2 separate regions of the Sus scrofa genome follow, and region 1 is linked to region 2. Evidence: chromatin contacts called from public HiChIP or PLAC-seq data. All regions are on one chromosome and are shown on one strand. Each heading gives the region's core, a stretch centred on a gene start, on an enhancer-like site or on the middle of the called end of the contact. The rest is flanking DNA. Distances are from core to core; before and after follow the strand shown. Region 1 has its middle 200 kb from the start of TANK. Region 2 has its middle 230 kb from the start of RBMS1.

The links. HiChIP or PLAC-seq counts read pairs in DNA pulled down with a chosen protein or histone mark.
Region 1: an H3K27ac HiChIP or PLAC-seq map of skeletal muscle shows a contact between it and region 2. The contact joins two enhancer-like sites. A contact is called at or near these places in 2 of 47 Hi-C or Micro-C datasets (embryonic fibroblasts and retroperitoneal adipose tissue) and 1 of 2 datasets of contacts at active chromatin or transcription factors (skeletal muscle).

The regions. Positions count from the first base shown.
Region 1 is chr15:67,771,275-67,774,888 of Sscrofa11.1, reverse strand. No RefSeq gene overlaps it. Among named protein-coding and RNA genes, the nearest start is that of TANK, 200 kb to the left of the region's middle. Within about 2 kb of position 2,153, at least 4 of the 83 cell types and tissues checked have an H3K27ac peak or open chromatin away from gene starts, as enhancers often do. A contact at or near this core is called in skeletal muscle, where this site is marked.
Region 2 is chr15:67,637,734-67,641,543 of Sscrofa11.1, reverse strand. No RefSeq gene overlaps it. Among named protein-coding and RNA genes, the nearest start is that of RBMS1, 230 kb to the right of the region's middle. Within about 2 kb of position 1,518, at least 14 of the 83 cell types and tissues checked have an H3K27ac peak or open chromatin away from gene starts, as enhancers often do. A contact at or near this core is called in skeletal muscle, where this site is marked.

The sequences.
Region 1 (3,614 bases), core at 904-3,403, 130 kb before region 2:
GGCGCAGCTGTACATGAAGGCTGGTGTGTGTGTGTGTGTGTGTGTGTGTATGTGTGTTTTGATTGCTGCCTTCAAAAATTGCATATGATAGCAAACAACTGCTTAAAGATTTTTCAAGCCAAAATTTATCAACGGCCTAAACTCTAGCAGTGTATTCATCAAAAGGCAAGATGTATGCCTTGTATTACTTGACCTTTCCAAGCCACCTGCTTCTTATTATATTTTTTATTTCATATTCAACTTCTTATTTGAAATTCAAACATCTTATTATAGCCATGCGTATGCTCTCTGAACAAAAGTGGAACATTCTAAAATCTGGTGTTGCATGTATAAAAATTGCCTTTACAATAATTCTTCTATTCAACAAATATTTATTGAGAGCCAAGTGTAACAGTTTTCCAGCTCTTGGGGAAATGGCAGCGAGTAAGGGAAATGATGTCTGCCTGCATGGAGCTTAGAATTTTAGGGTGTGTGTGGGTGGGGAGGGAGGGAGACCAACAGACAACAAATAATATTGTCTATAAGGCTATGATGAGTGTTATGGAAAAAAAGCAGAGCAGGAAGTTGGCAAGTTCCAAAAAGATGTGTGTGGCTCGCAAGGAGGAAGTTCAGACTGAAATATGAAAATAAAGGAAGACCCTACTGTCAGGGTGACTTTCAAGCAAAGATCTAAGGGAGTGAGCCTGGGGGTGACTGGTGGAAAAACATCCTACTGGGAAGGGCTGCCAGACCTCAAGGCTGGAGCTGCTTGGTTTGCTTGAGGAACAGTGAAGCGTTCCACATGGCCAGAATGGCAAGAGTGAGGTAGGGGATAAGTTAGGAGAGAAAAGATGGCCAGATCACAAAGATACAAGTATTCCAGAGGAAGAAATGACCAGTTGGCATAATTATTGGGGACAGGGACCACATTCATGAACAAAACAGAAGAAAAACTACTGCTCTTGTGCTTGACATTCTAGTGACTGCAGAGAGTGAAACAACCAAAAAAGTGAGTTGTACAATATGCTAGAAGGTGATCAATGGGAAAGAAATGGAGCTGGAATGCTGGGGTGGGTGTAGGGGTGCCTAGCCACCTAGAACACTGTTACCTAGAACAATCTTAGACTGTTAACTCCTCAAGACTTGAGCCTACATTGCTGGTTCCTTCATGTGTTATTTCATCATTAACACATCATGGGTATCATATAAAAATCATTAAAATTGATTCTATTAAATAATACTCATTCAAAAAATACGTTTTGATTATGTTCTACATACCAGGGACTGTAATAGGTGAGCAAAAAGAGGCATGATCTGGCTTCGTGGGGTTTATAGTTTGGCGGTGGGGAAAACGTTGATCAAATAATCACATAAATACAGGTAACATTATAATATTGCAAAATAGTGATGATGCTATAAATCAGAAATATTTGATTTGAGGAAAGCATAAATGTGGAGATGAGTGACAACACATTCCTCTGCTTCAATATTTTAGTAGTAATATTGGCTTCCCCATGCTGGTTATAGGAGCTCAAAATAGTGCAAATTCTTTTCATCCTGCTTAAAATTATGCTGTAAACTACGCTTCTGATAGCCTCTTCAGTGGCATCTTGCAGAATTCACTGAGTTGAAATCTATCTAAACAGTAAGAACTTCTTGCCAGTGTTGTTTACCATATAGGAAAAGGGAGGTTCTAAACTGACACTGGGTAAGCTTGACTCATGATCAGGAAAAGGCCACAGTACAGTGGGTATTTTTTAGGGTATGGCTTTTAATAGATTCTGGAATGGAAGTAAGATGCTAGATGCTAGTCAGCATTCTATTCTTTGTATGAAGCCAGCAAGTCTGACTCCAAGCCGATAACTCACTTTAGATAAACCTATTTTCAGCTTTGTTTGAAGGATGTGACTCTTGGTCATTCTTTACCGGCCATTACCTTAGATGACTAGAGATATGGTCCAACAATTGAACCAGAAATATATTCCTTCACTAGCAGCAGTGACGTATTTTTCTGCATTATGCCTGTCCTTGGCAAAGGGTGCTTCAGCTGCTCCCTTTGCTGTCAATTTGATAAACGGATAGGCTTCCTTCCCAGCAGGGCTGGTGTGGCTCCAGGTTGCAGCTCTGCCCACTTCAGCAGTCTGCAGGCCATTGTTCCTGCCTCCTGTGAGCTCACAGGGCCCGTTCCGAGGGCATCGGGGCATTCCAAAAGACGCTCGAGCTGACAGCATCAGGCCAGGACAAGGAGAGAATAAAGTTTTGTTCCGTTCTGTTAAGTGTCTCTGCCAAACTCTACAGAGACATACTGCCAGAAGAAGGAAAGGAAAGTTAATTCTGTCCATTGCTCGGAGCTATTTTGAAAATTTACTGCTGGCACCTTGCAACAGATACATTTGTATATTTTAGCTTCTCCTTCCAAGCAGTTTTTCAAACTTTGTGGTAATTCCTTCAATTACGGGATTTTTAAAAGGGGGAAAAGAGCAAAATAGGTTATCAATAGATTACTGATGAGCACAGTTTTTAATAGTAAAGAGAAAGAAAGGATATGTAAATCAAGAAGAGTAAAGAGAAGTCCTCATGGTGGCACAGTGGTAACAAACCTGACTAGTCCCAGGGTCCAAGAGGATGTGAGTTCAGTCCCTGGCCTTGTTCAGTGGGCTAAGGATCTGGTGTTGCCATGAGCTGTAGTGTAGGCTGTAGACACAGCTCAGATCTGGCGTTGCTGTGGCTTTGGCATAGGCTGGCGTCTACAGCTCTGATTTGACCCCTAGCCTAGGAACATCCATGTGTCGCTGGTATACTTCTTAAAAAAAAAAAAAAAGACTAAAGAAAGATTAAGCAGAGAAAACTGGTCTGTCCAATCATTTCTGCAGAAGTGATCCCATCAGCTTTTGGGAACAGATGCACTATGGATGCATGGTGTTATTCCAGGTACTTCTCTTACATATCTGCTCTTTTGTAACTATTTTAGGCAAAACCATAGCAGTAGTAGTTATATATCATGGACCATATCTTCCACAGTAATTATGTCCTCCATCCATGCTCCTACTGATGCTTCTGCAGGAAAGGTGAGGATTTGGGTCATCACTGTACGAAGGGGAAACTTGGCCTCAAGGAGATCTAGTCCCTGGATCTGGTTTACACAGCTAATGGTGGTAGCAGGGATTTGATCTAGAGCCTGATTACTCAAAGGAGTAAATAAAAAAGTAAGTAAAATTACAATAAAAAATTTCAAACATTTTTAAAGCAAGCAGCTGAGAACTTTTCTTTCTTATTTTTTATTTATTTACTTATTTTTTAAGGGGTGCACCCATGGCCCACGTCATATGGAGGTTCCCCTTATGGGTCGAATCAGAGCTACAGCTGCTGGCCTATGCCACAGCCACAGCAACATCAGATCTGAGCTGCATCTGCCACCTACACCACAGCTTATGGTAACTCCGGATCCTTAATTCACTGAGCGAGGCCAGGGATGGAACCTGCAACCTCATGGTTATGAGTCGGATTCTTTTCTGCTGTGCCACAGCAGGAACTCCCAGCACTTTTCTGTTGTAAAAAGCAGAATTTTTCTTTACAAAAATCAAACATATTGAAAAAGTGAGGTATAAATCTTAAGCTAGATGGAGGAAACACAG
Region 2 (3,810 bases), core at 269-2,768:
TCTGCCTATACAACACATGTTTCTAAATCCTTAACTTTCAATTTAAGATATTTTTCTCTTCAAGTTGCTTTCACTTGGTAGGCTGGTGGTGGTCAGAAGATGAGAGAAAGCCAACTAAAATTTAAAAAAGCAAAGATAACTGAAGAAAGAAAATACAATGTATCTTTTAGTTATCTGGAAAAACAAGATCAAAAACTGAAAACATCATTTGTCTTTTTTGTTTGTTTTAAAAATTTGGTGTAGCACCCAAAGTCTAGCACTATTTTTGATACGACAGTATTACAATGCATGTAGAATGCACTTAGCTCAGAAGCACTTCTAATACAATAGATCCCAAATGCTTTCTTTTAAAATTCAGGCCAGGTTTTCTGAAATGGAAATGCACATGCAACTCATTTGTAGCATTGAACATACATCTTACAGTACATTCTGGCATTAAATTGAAACCTGAACGATGAGAAGTCATTTGTGTGGGCAGGAAGCCAAATCGTTCCTGGAGTTCTACACGCAGGCAATAATTTACAGCGACAGGTAGAAAACATGTTATGTGCTCTTGGTACAATGATGCTGAAGAGCTTGGCAATGACTCATAACTCAGCTATCATTTAAAATGCTCAAAAATATGGGAAAATGAATGGAAATTTGCTCTTGTTTAAATTCAAAGGCAAAGAAGTCTTTGGGATCTGACAAAGTGAATCATGGAACAGAATTCAAAGTGGTAGATAGATAGATAGATAGATAGATAGATAGATAGATAGATAGAGAGAGAGAGAGAGAGAGAGATAGATAGATAGATAGATAGATAGATAACACAATGTTTTGAGCTTCACGTCTTTCTTATCTCTATTACCATGAGAGATCTGAAAGAAGAATTAATGACATCTGTTTTTTCTATTCATTTTCTCATTGATTTAAGATAAATCAAATGACTTTTTACCCTTTTCAGTGTTTATCACTCTGGTTGGCTCCACTAGTTTCCATTATCTCCTCCTTATTTCCCATGGAATGGTCAATTATGAACAGAAGGAGTACAAGCCACGTCCCTTGAAATTAGTTAGACCTATGTTTTCTGAGCCAGCCGGTGGGAGCAAGACAGACAGATTGAATAAAGGAACAACCTCAGCCTATGTCTCTCCCTCTGCCAGAACAGTCAGAATTCCAAAGGCAATCCCCACACCAGGATCACTGTAGATTTATGGTGAATGCCACTTTCCCAGGGCCAAACTACTGGATTTTCCTGTATAAGCTTTAATCATCGATGTTCTTTTTTCTTGAACCCTGCTCAGAAAATCTCTATCCAGGTAATCATTTTTTGAAGAAAAAAGGATTTCATCCCTTGTTCTCATTAACCAACGGGAACTGAGCAAGAGGAGGCACTGGGCACGTCTAGAATGGCTGTGTCAAACAGTGGCTTCAAATCTGACAGCTGTTTCCCATCTAGGCACATTGCTAGGGTGCTGCCACTATTCCCAAGTAACTCCTGCACACGTCAAACAGTCATCCTGCTGTGGTTTGGGTTCCAGTGTGCACTGCAAAGTGAAATCAGGCACATTCCATCTTGTTGACACAACGTGCCTCAGCTGCTGGCGTGGAGAGCTGTTTCTTCCTGAAGCTGGGTTCAGAAATGTCTGAAGTTCAGGGACAGAGGATCTGGTCATTATTTTTTTGGCAGTGCTCACATCAGCTCTCATGCGATGGGAGGAAAATTTAAATCTACAATTCTGAAGAGTCTCAAGCAACAACATTACAAGTTTCAACAGGTGGTACTGTTCAAATATGCACACAAAGTGCATCCTTTGTCATTAAAACCTAACCTGTAATCTCTCTGGAGTAAAACAGGGTATTGTTTTTAAAATCCTGGCGTGGATCAGACACTAGGACAGACAAAGAGGGCTTTTGTCTGGTCAGGTATGGGAGGGTCGTTGAATAAATTTGATAAACAGTGACTTGTGAATAAGTAAAAACATGAACCACAGATGTTACTCAGCTTTCATTGCCGGTTGGGTTTAACTGTCCTCTACAAGGTGTCAGTGAACGTGAAGATGGAAAAGAAAAAATTATTTTCATCATCTGAAGAGCATGAAAATCACAGAACCACATTTCTGCTTCACAGTTCTTCCAGTGCCCAGACTGTTTCTAGGTACAGAGCAAGCTCTTGGATATTCAGTGAGGGAATTAATGAAGCACAGAGTGACTCCTTCGGTACCAGATTCATATCTCTTAGATACTGAGTACTTTAGTAACATGCTTTAATTTTATGAAAATTATGCATGCCCTTAGTTCATTCACAAATGTTTACAGTATACCAGGAAATAATATCCAGTGACCTCCTTGACTTTATCTACCAAAAGAAGTATTTCATATTGTGTCAGAAACTGATCTCAAAAGCCAGAACTCCATTTATTATTGTCTATTTTATGTTGCCAAGTAGGTAAAAAGTGAGATTGATGCCATTTACAACAGTGTTTTCAGTATATTTACTTTAAAATGCTATCGAAACTTTGTTTTTGCACTAACATAATAATATATTCCTCTTCCATTCTTTCTTTCTCTAATTCTATAATTTCAGTTTATGTTTTTCTCACTTTTCTGTTAACAGTCATTTTACTCATATTATTGATACATTTCCAGGAAATATTAAAAAAAAATTGTTGTTACACAGTAAGACAATTAAGGCAGTAGTCACCTCCTACTTTTCAGATTGGTATTCCTTGCTAATTCACTTTGTAAGATCACTCCACCTTCACTTTCCAGAGAACTAAATCAATTAGCTTGATTTGAAACCTACATAGTAACAAAACTCATCAACTGGGAATGTAAGGGGAAGGAAGTGGAGAAAAGGCAAATGCCTCTTTGTAAACTGAGACACATATGTAGCTTTTACTTCCATCTGCCCTCTGCTTCATCTGACACCAAAGAGCCACCAAGAAACCCAAGGACAAAATGTACTATGGAGGAGTTCCTTTGTGGCATAGTGGGTTAAGGATCTGACGTTGTTACTGCTTTACTGCTGTGGCTCAGGTGGCTGCTGTGGCCCTTGGCCCAGGAATTTCACATGATGTTGGTACAGGGGAAAAAAAAAAAAAAAAAAAAAAAAAGGAGAGAGGGAAAGTGTACTATAGAGAAAAAGAATAGCAGATAAATACATTTAGTGGCTCCTCTCTGGCCCCTCTGCATGCTCTACATTGAGAGTGATACATACTAAAATTACCATTGTCTCTTCTATGTCAAATCTCCTGGGGTACTTACACCTAAGACTAGTGAGGAAGTGTGGGAAGTCAAGGAAGACATTTGGTCTGTCTTCAAAATGCTCTCAACAATCAAGATCAGGTGTCAACAGTAATGAACAAGAGTTTGGAGCAAGCAATATCAAAGAATATGTAATCAGGAGTTCCCATTATGGCTCAGTGATTATCGAATCCAACTAGGAACCATGAGGTTGCAGTTTCGATCCCTGGCCTCTCTCAGTGGATTAAAGATCCAGCATTGCCGTGAACTGTGGTGTAGGTCGCAGACGTGGCTCAGATCCTGTATTGCTGTGGCTCTGGCATAGGCTGGCAGGTACAGCTCCAATTACACCCCTAGCCTGGGATCCTCCATGTACCTCGGGTGCAGCCCTAGAAAAAAAAAAGAACAACAACAACAAAAAAAAGAATGTCTAATCAAGTGTAATCCAATGATGTAATTAGGATTAACTAAACAAGTTTTTGAGTCCAGCGCAAAATGAAAATGAGGGGCCCTTGTTCAAAACTTAACAATTCCAAGATGGCTACAGCAGTGCATTAAATTGAATCCGTCATGGGTGTCCAG